Linked DNA regions of Sus scrofa: all the other regions are linked to region 3. The links are chromatin contacts, called in public HiChIP or PLAC-seq and promoter capture Hi-C maps. All regions are on one chromosome and are shown on one strand. Each heading gives the region's core, a stretch centred on a gene start, on an enhancer-like site or on the middle of the called end of the contact. The rest is flanking DNA. Distances are from core to core; before and after follow the strand shown. Region 1 overlaps SLC44A2 (choline transporter-like protein 2). Region 2 holds the start of ILF3 (interleukin enhancer-binding factor 3). Region 3 holds the start of KEAP1 (kelch-like ECH-associated protein 1).

The links. Promoter capture Hi-C pulls out the DNA fragments that hold promoters and counts their contacts. HiChIP or PLAC-seq counts read pairs in DNA pulled down with a chosen protein or histone mark.
Region 1: a contact with region 3 is called in an H3K27ac HiChIP or PLAC-seq map of alveolar macrophages. The contact joins the enhancer-like site here to the promoter of KEAP1 in region 3. A contact is called at or near these places in 11 of 47 Hi-C or Micro-C datasets (alveolar macrophages, blood, embryonic fibroblasts and 6 more) and 1 of 2 datasets of contacts at active chromatin or transcription factors (alveolar macrophages).
Region 2: a contact with region 3 is called in a promoter capture Hi-C map of liver, with 3 times the contacts expected there. The contact joins the promoter of ILF3 here to the promoter of KEAP1 in region 3. A contact is called at or near these places in 2 of 5 promoter capture datasets (fetal liver and liver), 11 of 47 Hi-C or Micro-C datasets (alveolar macrophages, blood, embryonic fibroblasts and 6 more) and 1 of 2 datasets of contacts at active chromatin or transcription factors (alveolar macrophages).

The regions. Positions count from the first base shown.
Region 1 is chr2:69,395,250-69,398,990 of Sscrofa11.1, reverse strand. SLC44A2 (choline transporter-like protein 2) reads right to left here. Exons shown (of 22, transcript XM_021083792.1): 20 at 3,511-3,599; 21 at 2,104-2,188; 22 at 1-1,218. The coding sequence ends at 1,112. Among named protein-coding and RNA genes, the nearest start is that of ILF3, 17 kb to the left of the region's middle. Within about 2 kb of position 2,375, at least 20 of the 83 cell types and tissues checked have an H3K27ac peak or open chromatin away from gene starts, as enhancers often do. A contact at or near this core is called in alveolar macrophages, fetal liver and omental adipose tissue, where this site is marked.
Region 2 is chr2:69,412,150-69,416,080 of Sscrofa11.1, reverse strand. ILF3 (interleukin enhancer-binding factor 3) reads right to left here and starts at 2,206. Exons shown (of 20, transcript XM_021083797.1): 1 at 1,933-2,206.
Region 3 is chr2:69,287,474-69,291,203 of Sscrofa11.1, reverse strand. It overlaps KEAP1 (kelch-like ECH-associated protein 1), which reads left to right and starts at 1,695. Exons shown (of 6, transcript NM_001114671.1): 1 at 1,695-1,805; 2 at 3,458-3,730. The coding sequence starts at 3,505.

The DNA of each region.
Region 1 (3,741 bases), core at 1,126-3,625, 110 kb before region 3:
GAAAGAAACCCTAGGCTGGGGTTTCTCCCTCTCTGGGATCCCGGATCCAGGGCCTTGGGAGATGGCGAAGGGGGAACCAGGACACCAGTTCCCCTGAGTTCAACAAATTTGGCAAAAGGATCCTCAAGGTGAGGTGACTGGGCAGAAGGGCCCCCCCCCCATTTGCCCAGGGCATCTGGCCCTATTCCCACCCCCCTTTCATCTGAAATTGTCCCTTGGGTGGATTCAGTTCTTTTCTCTCTCACAAAGAGAGCTGTGTCAATAACTGGCAGAGAAAGGAGAGAAATTCGGCCCAACCCCACCAGCCAGCCTGCCAGGCAGCCGGTTTCCATTAAGCTGCTGCTAGCCACCTCCTCCCTCCTGCCCCACACCAGCCTGCTCCCAGGCAACCTCCCCTGACAGCTTCCCTCCCCCTTCTCCCATCAACACAGCCTACTACTGTCTCCCCTGCCAGGAAACACCCCAACCTGGGTGCGCACACTCCCACCCCAGCCACACCCAAGGAGTGGACACGAGAAAGCAGAAAAGCATTCCTTAGCAGACCCATCTCAGTCGTGAAGACGGACAGAAAAAAAGCTAACAGATCCTTTAATGCACATCCAGGTTAAAAAAATATTAACGAAGAAATGCCTGGAGTGGCCGGTGGCCAGTTGTTCAGCCCTGGAGAAGGGTCCTGGCATTCTGGCCGGAGCAGACACAAAGTGAATGGTGGTAGCCTTGCTGTGGTCACCGCTTCTGCATACACAGATGCTGTCCTGTCCTAAAAGGGGGACAGGCGATGGAGGACAGCCCACAGAGGCCGGGTTCTCTCGCCTGCCAGCCATCAAGAAGCCTCGCTGCGCTTCTCATCCGGGCCAGGGGAGGCTGGAAAGACTCACTGTGCAGTCTTGGGGGGCTGCCCTGTGAAAACAGACTGGCCCTTGGTATAGGGATGGGATGCCCCCAATCCTCCAGCTTCCCAGAAATGGGTGGTGACTGGATGATGCGGGGCTGGAAGAGGGTGGCAGTGATAGGACTTCAGGTCAGCCCGATGGGCTAGGGATTCTGACCCACAGCTGCCGAGCACCCACTGTGAGACTTTCAGGGAGGTGGGGGGGCAGGGGCCGGGCCTTTAGGACTCAGCCGGCTTCCTGTTGGTCTTGTTCAAAAGCCTCTTGAGGGTGGGAGACATGAAGTAAGGCCTCTCCATCGAGCCATCGTTCCTCTCCAGGTCCTCCACTGCGGAGAGAGGCCCCAGAGCAGGTGGTATGAGGGAAGCCCAAGGGCAGGGGCCTTGTGGGGGGGAGACAGGGAGGGGACAGGGCAGGCAGGCAGGGGCCACAGAGAAGCCTTAGAGGGTTAGGAAGCAAGACACACTGGGACTGGAGGGGATGGACTGTAGTGGGATGGGAACAAGACACACACACACACACACACACACACACACACACACACACACACACACACACACACACGCTCCCCACTCCCAGGCCCAAAGCCCCGCATGCACCCCCAGTCTACAGGGAGGAAACGAGGAGGCCTGCCTGGCTCCCAAGCCAGCCTCCAGCTCTACTCCTCAACTTCGGCCCGCTTCCCCTCCTCCGCACTCCCCTTCAACAGGATGTCTCTCAGCTCGGGCGACATGAAGTAGGGTCGCTCCTGAGAGCCGTCATTCCTTTCCAGGTCCTCACCTGGGCTCCCCCCAGGAACCAGCAGGCGGGAAATGGGAGAGTCAGGAAGGGTGGGGGAAAGGAGGCAGGGAAGAACAGGGAAGCCAGCAGGCATGAGGAGAGGAAGAGAAAAGAGAGAAAACAAACACAAACAGACAGATGGAGAGACCAGAGTTAGTGGCAGCCACAGATCCCCCCGCCCCCCCCCCAACAAAGCCAGAAACTCCAAAGCTGAGGGCCCAGGGGCAGAGCGTCCCAGCTGCAGCCTGAACCAGGGGACAACAGAATGGAGCAGCTCTGAAACTCTGAGTGCAGGAGGGAGCCGAGGGGGTGCTGAGCCGGGGCCCCGGGGTGGGGGGTGCTGGGCAGGCAAATGTGCAGCCCCAGGGGAGGGAGATGGTCTGCCCAGAGTGGGGGAGGGAGTCGGGGTCCCGCCAAGTGAGGGGTCACTCACAGAAGCAGAGGAACAGCGTGTCCACACACATGCCGTAGACGCTGAAGAAGCCATGGGCAATCAGGTAGGAGCCAACGATTACCGTCTGGGCAAAGACAGATGAGCCATTTCCACTCCAGCTCTTACCTAGGGCAACCCACACCCACCACCACATCTCTCCCAGGCTGGGGTCATGCCATTTCCCTGCTGATGAGTCTCTGCTCTGAGGCCTCTGTACAATTCAACGCACATCCAGGGCAAGACAGGTTACTACCCACATCCCTACTAGACTGTCTGACTCACTCACTTATCACTATATTCCCAGCAATCTGGAGACTCGCAGGGCCGTGGGAGATACCTGATAAACACTGAGCAACTGAAGCGAGTGGACTTTAGAGATTAAATTAACTTGCCCAAAGTCACTCATCTTCAAACTAGCAAGGAGAGGAGGAAGATAAAGATCTAGGACACTGGGCCCCAAGGCCTGCCCTGATACTGCACGGCTCTTAGGGTGATGACATAACTCTGCCAAGGCCCTTATCGCCACCCCTCTCCACGTCACTCCCTCACACCAGCCAGAGTGATTGGCTCATTGTTCCTGGAATAGTCCTGCCTCAGCGCCTCCGTTCTTGTTCCCTCTGCCTGGATGTTGCCTGCATCTCCTTTAGACCTCAGATGTGACCCACCTCCACAGTGAAGCCCTCTGAACTCCCACACCTGCCCAAATCCTCCACCAGAAACAGTTGGTTCCCTGTAATTCTGCTCTGTGACACATATAAGTTTGCAATCATGCATCCACCCGCATCATTTTTTTTTTTTTTTTTAAAAACAAAGTGATACTGGAGTTCCTGCTGGGGTGCAACGGATCAGCAGCATCTCTGCAGCGCCAGGACACAGGTTTGATCCCCAGTCTGGCACAGTGGGTTAAAGGATCCAGTGTTGCTGCAGTTGTGGTGTAAGTTGCAACTGCGGCTTGGATCTGATCCCTGGCCCAGAAACTCCATAGGCCATGGGGTGGCCAAAAATTAAAAAACAAACAAAAAACCCCCAAAGTGATACTTTTTTTTTTTTTTTGGTTGTGTCTACAGCATGCAGAAGTTCCTAGGCCAGGGATTGAACCTGAGCCACACAGCCATACCAGCGACCTGAACCACAGCAGCGACAATGCCAGGTCCTTAACCTGCTGAGCCACCAGGGAACTCCTCACCCACATCATTATTGATTAACATCCTTTACTACTAAACTGTGAGGCCTTTAAAGGGAAGCCCTCCCACTTCATGCCTAGAACACAGTTGGTACTAAATAAGTGTTTGTGGCCTGAGTTAATCATCAATTCCCCACCTCCGACTCCCATGCACATCTGTCCAAAGGAGCCCAGGCAAGTCCCAACATCTTCTCCCCAACCTGTCTGTCACCAAAGGTTCGTACCAGTATAGGCACCCAGTAATAATTGAGGGGTGGTGCTGTGTCCTGCACGATCCTGATTCGGTGGGTGAAGAAGAAGAAAGCTAGGATCCCTGGAAAGAGGAAGGAAATCAAGATGGAGAAGGTTCTGGATAAAGAAGGGAGCACCCCCAAAAATACCCTAAGGAAGAGAACATATCACAGGAGATATGGGGGCCCAACAGCGGTTCTCAAGTGGCCCCCAACAGGCTCCCC
Region 2 (3,931 bases), core at 957-3,456, 120 kb before region 3:
TCCCTACCTGGTGAACTTAACCAGGGGAGCATGAAAACAAGCACTTTATCTGCAACGTCAAAATGTTAGTGCCAGTCTTGCCAATATGGGTTTTTTGACAAAAAAAAAAAAAAAAAAAAAAAAAAAATTAAGGAAAATGATAGCCTTAGATTCCTCACACCCAGGAATATGGGCCCCTAAAAAAATACTCAAGTACTCTAGAAGGAGCCAAAAGAATTTTTACCTACAGGCACTAGCCAAATTCAATCAAGAAAAAAACAAACAAACAAACAAAAAAAAACTACAAATGATCAGGCACCACTCCATTCCAGAAAGAGGGCAATTCCCAAGCTTCCCCAAGCTTCAGGAGGGTAGGGAAACTGATAAATCAGTGCCCAGTGCTGGTAAGGCCAAGCCAGGCTTCAATCAACTCCAGACAATGCTAGGGTCTGCAGAGACTCCAAGGAACCAAGACTGTCCACATGGCCAAGAGACAGCTCACAGGTAAAGACCCCAGGAGTAGGGACAGAGATGGCACCTGTTGGTGCCCTGGAACCCCCCCCATCTCCACCCCAGCTATGAGTGAGCTTCTGATTCCCACACTTCATTCACAGCCTCAGTCAGTGGCTGCTGTAGCTACATCCCAGGAGACCACACATAAAGCACAGGGGCAGCACTGTGAACCAATCCATGGAGATTCCCAACCAGATTTGATCCCTAAAGTCCAGATTTGATCCCTAACTTCAGAAGGCACCTTGTGTTTTTCCATGGACCCCAAATATGCCACCAGACCGCTCATTTTAGAGACATTAGAACGCTAAACAATCATAAAAAGATTCAGAATCACTGAAATACCTGAGTCCAGGAAAAGTAATGATGCTTCCTTGCTGATCTGTCAAGTCCCCTAGGCAGGATGCCAAACAATTTTCAATCAATTTTGGAAATATTGAGAAGAGACGGCTTACTCTCCCCAAGTTTAGACACTGAACTGGGCAAGAGCATGTTGATCCTTAAACATCCCAAATAATATCCCCAGGCGAAGAACTGCCCAGGGCAAAACCTCTAAAGCAACCCCAAGAATCTCAGTCACTCAACAACTTGAGGAAGTAAGCTAGAAAAGAATTTTAAGCGCTCATGTTTGGGTCTCAATCTGGAAGATCACAGGGCACCCAAATATCACATCTGATCACCATTTTGAGGGAGAATCGGGAAAAAATTCAACATCAATGAAACATCTAAAATAAATGAAGTGAAAGCTTAAAATAAACCTTTTAGCAATTCTGGATCCGGATCTGGGGGAGGCCAGCCTAACCAGAGATTTAAAAACCCCATGAACCCACAAAGACCTCCTCTGCAATCCACTTAAGGACGGGGTTCCAGGGAGGGGGTCTGCCTCTCCGCTCCACGAAAAGACAAAGGAGGCGATGTTTCCCGCCTCGAGAACCTGGGACTCTCCTGGAACCCGGGACCGGAATGGGACAAAGAGAAGAGGTGGGGGGGTAGCCCCTGCTCCGCGGGGCAGGATGCTTCCAGTCGGAGGGGGGTGTGTGCTCACCGCACGTGCGCGTGTGCGCGCGTGGCGCCCCAACAGACAAAGCCCGACCCGGGGGAGGCGGCAGCCGGGGGCCCAGTGCGCGCGCACCCCCGCGAGAGGCGCCACCGCCGGCCGAGGGGCCGCGAAGGGGGGGGCGGATGCGCGCGCACCGGGCCCTCGCCGCCGCCGCCATTTTGTCTCCTCGGCACAATGGGGGAGAGTAACGGCCGAGCGCGGGAGGTAGGCTAGCAAAGGAGGAAGGAGCCAGGCACTGGGGCGAGAGAACCAAACGAAAGCAGGGAACACAAGGCGCCTCAGGCCTTATCTCCGCAACTCCTCACCCGAGCCCGCGCTGAGGAGAGAACGGGGGGAGGGGGAAAGGCGGGAGCGGGCCCGGCCGCCGCCACATTGACGCTTACCTCGTCTGGGTCCCTTTCCTCGACAGCAACCACCGCCCTCCGGCCACAGCCCGCCTCGGTCTTCCCCAAAAAGCCACGCGGTACGCACCGGGCTGCTGAGTCCAACTGCAATGGCGAGAAGAGGAGGAGGAGGAGCCGGGGCCGGGGACGAGCTGGCGGGCGGGCGCGCGCTAGGGAGGTGCGGAACCACGTGACCGGGCGGAGCCACGCCCCCTGCCGCCTCGTTACCGCTCGACGCAGGCCCAGCGGGAGAGGCAGGGAGGGAGGAACAGAGAAAAGAAGGCGGGCCCTGGTCACGTGACAGAACCGTAAGACGTTACGTGGCGTCGGGACGTTTTCCTCCTCTTTCCACGCCTTTGCTTGATCATGTGACAGTGGCAAATTCGGAGATCTCCTTGGCCATGTGATAAGGACTTTTGCTCCTTGCCTTTGCGGTATTGGTAGGCCTGTTTCATGTGACAACATTGCCTTTCTTTTTTTCAATTGCGGTTTTTGAGCGGCCATTACCACGTGAGGCCGAGGGAGGGGCGGAGCCTCCCTGGTCTCCTAGTTTATGCGCTTGCGCGGCCGCCATCTTACGCCCGTCGCCAGGAGTACGTTGGCGGAAACGGTCAGAGAGGCTGGCTCTTGAGCGTCCTCATGGTGGCTGGTGTTGCTAGAAGAGGTTCGCTCTGCTACTGAAGCGGTACGGTGGCACTTCCTTCCCACTGCCTGCTTTTTCCACGAGAGGCCGAGCAGACTCGAGCTGTGTGTGTGAGGAAAGGTCGGACAGAACTCCTCGTTGCTGCTTCGGCATCCGGGTCTTTGGTGTTGAAACTTTTTCACGGGTAGCGCCCCGCTAAACTACCCGGCCCGGAGCCTCTGAAGGGCAGAGCCCAGTTGGTCAGAATCTTCCAGTCCCCCATTCACAGATGAAGAAATTGAGGCCCGATCCAGAAAAAGACCCGACTGAAGGCCTCACTGTCTTTTGCGGGAAATCTGGGACTTGGACTGAGACACTTGGCCAGCCACATCTTGGCGGGGAGGTCGGGGTCATAAGTAAAGGCATGGGGGACCGAGCGTCATCACTTTACGATCCTGGTGTTGTTGCATCCTCTTGGGAGCCTCAGATCCTCAGTGTACAATCTATGCCTAAGCTAAGTCCTGCTTTCTTCCAGAATCAGGATCAGTCAGGCGTTGGTAGACAAGTGATAGAGACATTGCTGAGATTCGGAGGCAAGTAGTTCAGGACTTAACGGCCTAAATAAATCTTTTTTGCAGAAGCAGGAATAGTGTAGCTAGTTTAAGAATGCAAGATCCCGAGTTCCCATCTCGGCTCAGTGGAAATTAATCCGACTAGCATCCATGAGGACTCAGGTTTGATCCCTGGCCTCCTCAGTGGGTTAAAGATCCCGAGTTGCCCTGAGCTGCGGTTTAGGTCGCAGAGGGGTCCTGTTCTGGCGTGGCTGTGGCATAGGCCAGTAGCTACAGCTCCGGTTAGACCTTCCTGGGAGCTTCCATATGCCTGGCTGCAACCCTAAAAAAAACCAAAAAAATTTTTAAGAAAATGCAAGATCCAGGGTCGCCCTAAGTTTGGGTCTCTGTATAATCAAGACTAGTGCACCTCCCTGAGCTTCTCTTGCATTATCTACAAAATATGATTTTTTTTTTTCCTTAAAAGCACCTGGTACAATTCTTTGCACAAAACATATGCCCCAATGGAGTTCCTGTTGTGGCGCAGTGGTTAAGGAATCCGACTAGGAACCATGAGGTTGCAGGTTCTATCCCTGCTCTTGCTCAGTGGGTTAACGATCTGGCGTTGCTGTGAGCTGTGGTGTGGGTCACAGACACGGCTCGGATCCCGCGTTGCTGTGGCTCTGGTGCAGGCTGGCAGCCACATCTCCGATTCGACCCCTAGCCTGGGAACCTCCATATGCCGCGGGAGCAGCTCAAGAAATGGCAAGAAGACAAAAAAAAAAAAAAAAAAGCCCCAAGATTATAGTTGGGTTTTTTTTTTTTT
Region 3 (3,730 bases), core at 446-2,945:
TTGCGCTGCGCCACGATGGGAACTCGGAATCCTTTCTTAGATCAATATCTGTACCGCCTAGCGTTTCCCTGTATTCACTTAGTTTTCTGTTTTCTTTTTCTTTCTTTCTTTCTTTCTCTTTCTTTCCTTTTTCTTTTTCTTTCTTTCTTTCTTTTCTTTCTTTCCTTCTTTCTTTCTTTCTTTCTTTCTTTCTTCTCTCTCTCTTTCTCTCTCTCTCTTCCTTCCTTCCTTTCTTTTTTCGCTTTTTAGGGCCGCACCCATGGCATATGGGGGTTCCCAGGCTACAGGTGGAATTGGAGCTGTAGCCGCTGGCCTACACCACAGCCACAGCAATGTCAGATCTGAGTGGCATCTGTGACCTACACCACAGCTCAAGACAACCCAGGATCTGCAACCCACTGACCAAGGCCAGGGATCGAACCTGCGTCCTCATGGGTGCTAGTCAGATTCGGTTCCGCTGAGCCAGGACAGGAACTTCTCACTTAAGTTTTCATATAGATGTACTCTTAAAAAAATTTTTAATGCATTTATTGAAGTTACCTTTATATCACAGACAGCATAAGTGGTAAATCAGTATCACTTGCCATGAAGAATAAAAATCCATATTTTATTGGGCGCAAGTGTTCTTATTTAGTATTCCAGATAACCTAGCAGGTAGGTGCTTTTATTGTTAACATTCTTATAGCGAGGAAACTGAAGCCTGGAGAGGTTAATTAAGCTACAGGCCCACCCGCACAGAGCTAGAGTGGCAGAGCTGGAGTTCGTATCTCTTCCCGAGAGCTTCACGCTCTTTCAGATTGGCGATAACTAAAAAATAAAGACAATGAAAATTCAAGTGGGTAGACAATTCTAACTGGATCCTGCGCTGCCTTAATGTGAGGCCCGCGCCCTGTGAAGTTAAAGGGACAAAGAAGAGCAGGTCGTGGACAGCAGACACGCACAGAAATCGACAAAACTAGGCGGATGGAGGGGACTGCGAGGGGGGTACCGGCCAGATAGGCTTCGCGGTGATCCCTCGCCCGATGCCCAGCTCTATGCCCACGGGCGCCGAGGCACCTGCGGGAAGGGCGGGGAATCGAGACTCCTTCCCCGCCGCGCCCTCTCCGCCCTCTCCCCGCCTCCTTCCCGGGCGTCCTGAGGCTGCCCCCCCACTCGACGGCCGCGACCCCGAAGGCTGAGCCACCCCAGAACCAAGGCCCCCCCGCGACGGCGGAAGCGCCCGCGGGCCTCTCACAAGGAAAATTAGTCGAGAGCCGCCCCCGGCCGGGCCGAGGCCCTTAGGGCTTCCCGGAAGCTCGGTGAGCGGGTGGCACCACGGTGCCCCAGAGCCGCCGCGGAGCCCAGGCTTCCCCACCTCGTAGGGAGAGCGGCAGAGGCTACGCGACGACCCAGGTGAGCGCGGCGGCAGGTCGGCGGTGGTGAGGGATGCCCACTGATCCCTGGTGCGGGGACGGGCTGGGCCTCGAACCTGGGGCTCTGATTCTCTGCGGCTCCTACCACGAGTTTGGGAGCGCCGAGCGCTGCGGTCATTGGCCCCGTCGCAAAGACCGCTGTGGTCGCCGCGCTGAGGCTGCGCAGCTGGGCGACAGCTAGCGTGGGCGGGGTGGGGTGGGGAGCGGCCCCTCCGCTGTCCCCGCCGCTCGAGGAGGCCGGGGGCCGCCGGGACTTTTATTCTGACACGGCCGGCGCCCGGCTCTGCTTAGTCATGGTGACCTGCGCGCGTTCCGCACCTCCCCCCTGCACGCTGCGATGGAGGCGCCTGGGCCTGGGCGACGGAGGCGGAGCCCGAGAGCGGCCATGGCGGGGTGAGTGAGGCGGCCTGCGCCCGGGCGGCGGGTACCGTGGGCCGTGAGTGCCCTGCGGCCGTGCCTGGGGGCCGGAGAACTGCGCGTTGCGGGCCGGTCGCCTCGGGGTTCCCGCGGCTCCGCGGAGGCCAGAAGGGTGCGGTTCGAGTCGGAGCCTTTTGTTGGACGGCGCAACTCGCGGGGTGGCCCGAGAGCGACGCAAACCGAGCCAAGGGCCCAGGGAGCGCCGCTCCGACCAAGGCCGGGGGATTCCGGGACGTTGGGGGGCTTGGTCTTCGCCCTGGGGCTGGCAGTGGAGAGGCGGCGGCGGGGTCACTTCCTCCCTTTTCCAGGCCTTGGCAGCTCAGGCAGGACATGCGCAGTCTCCCACTTACCGCTTCATGGGGGTGGCGGGGGAGTGCCCAGGGCCCAGGGGGCACCGTTGGCCGATTGGCCCATGACCAAGAGGCCGGCCTGGGCCTCAGCTGGGGAGAGGCGGCCATGGCCCGGTGGAGGAGGGTGATCTGGCAGGCACACTGGAGTGGGCAGTCAGCCAGCCATAGCTCATTGACCCCTGCACGGTGCCAGATCCCAGGCAGAGAGGCACAGGAGAGGATGGGCACAGCCCTGACCTACACAGGGCTACCTGTCCTCAGAAACCTGGGGGCTCAGGGCCAGACGGATGGGCCATCCTTCAAGGAGGAAGCAAAGGAGCTCATTTCAATTCTTGACAAGTGCTGTGATGGAAATAAAGCAGGGAGGAGGTGACTGAGTTGAGCCCAGGGAAAGATGAGTTAGAGAAACTTGGGGAGCCTCTTGCAGATTCCCTCCTCCCTGAAGGACTTTTCAAAACACAGCTCCTGCCCTGGCTGTCGAGTCTCCACAGGTTTCTTGGAAACCCTTCAATAGTCATTATGCTCATTATACTCCTTACCGATTTTTCAGATTGCCTGTCATTCTGCCTCTGAGCCTTTGCACTTGCTCTCTCTCTGCCTAGAAAACTCTCATCCCACCCCCACCTCCTTCATATGTTCACCCCTCTTGTCTCAGCACCAACAGAGGCCTGGAATACCTGAGTTAAAGTAACTGCCCTCAAGTCACACTATCACAATGTGCTGTCATTTCCTTCAAAGCCTCAATTTTTGCTCAAGTCTTGCTTATTTTACTTATGGCTCCTCCATTCCCAAGTGTCAGCTCTAAGGGAGCACAGTGTATGTCAGTCTTACTCACTGCTGTGTCCCTGGTGTCTAGAACTGTGCCTGGTAGTGGTCCACAGTAGATGCTCAATAAATGTTGGTGAGGTGAATGAAGGAAGGAGATGGATATGCCCTAGGAAGGGAAGGACCATCAGATAACTGGAACAGAATGAGCAAAGGGGACAGGTGGACAGGAGCTGATTGTGAAGGGCTTTGCCAGCCATTGAAGAGTTTGGTTTTACTCTGTGCCACAGGGCTTGGCGGGGGGCAGTGTGGGGGGGATTCTGGCAGGGGAGGGACATCATCTGACCTATGATATAAGGTGGACCCTTGGGCTGGTGAGGCCATTGGGCAGTTAGCACAGATGGACACTGCTTCACCTGGGCTTGGGAAGGAAAACTGGTCTAGGAGTTGCTTTATTTTAGAAAAGGCTTGGCCCCAGGCCCTGCCCGCAGCCCTGTGCTCTCCCTCCTCCAGGCCTCTGAGTGCCAGTGGTGGTGTTGTCCCTTGTCATCTGGAACCCCATGCAACCGGAACCCAGGCCTAGTGGGGCTGGGGCACACACCCAATTTCTGCCCCTGAGGTCACAGCGCCCCGAAGGGGCAGGGGACACGGTGATGTACGCCTCCACGGAGTGCAAGGCTGAGGTGACCCCCTCGCAGCACGGCAACCGCACCTTTAGCTACACGCTGGAGGACCACACCAAGCAAGCCTTTGGCATCATGAATGAACTGCGGCTCAGCCAACAGC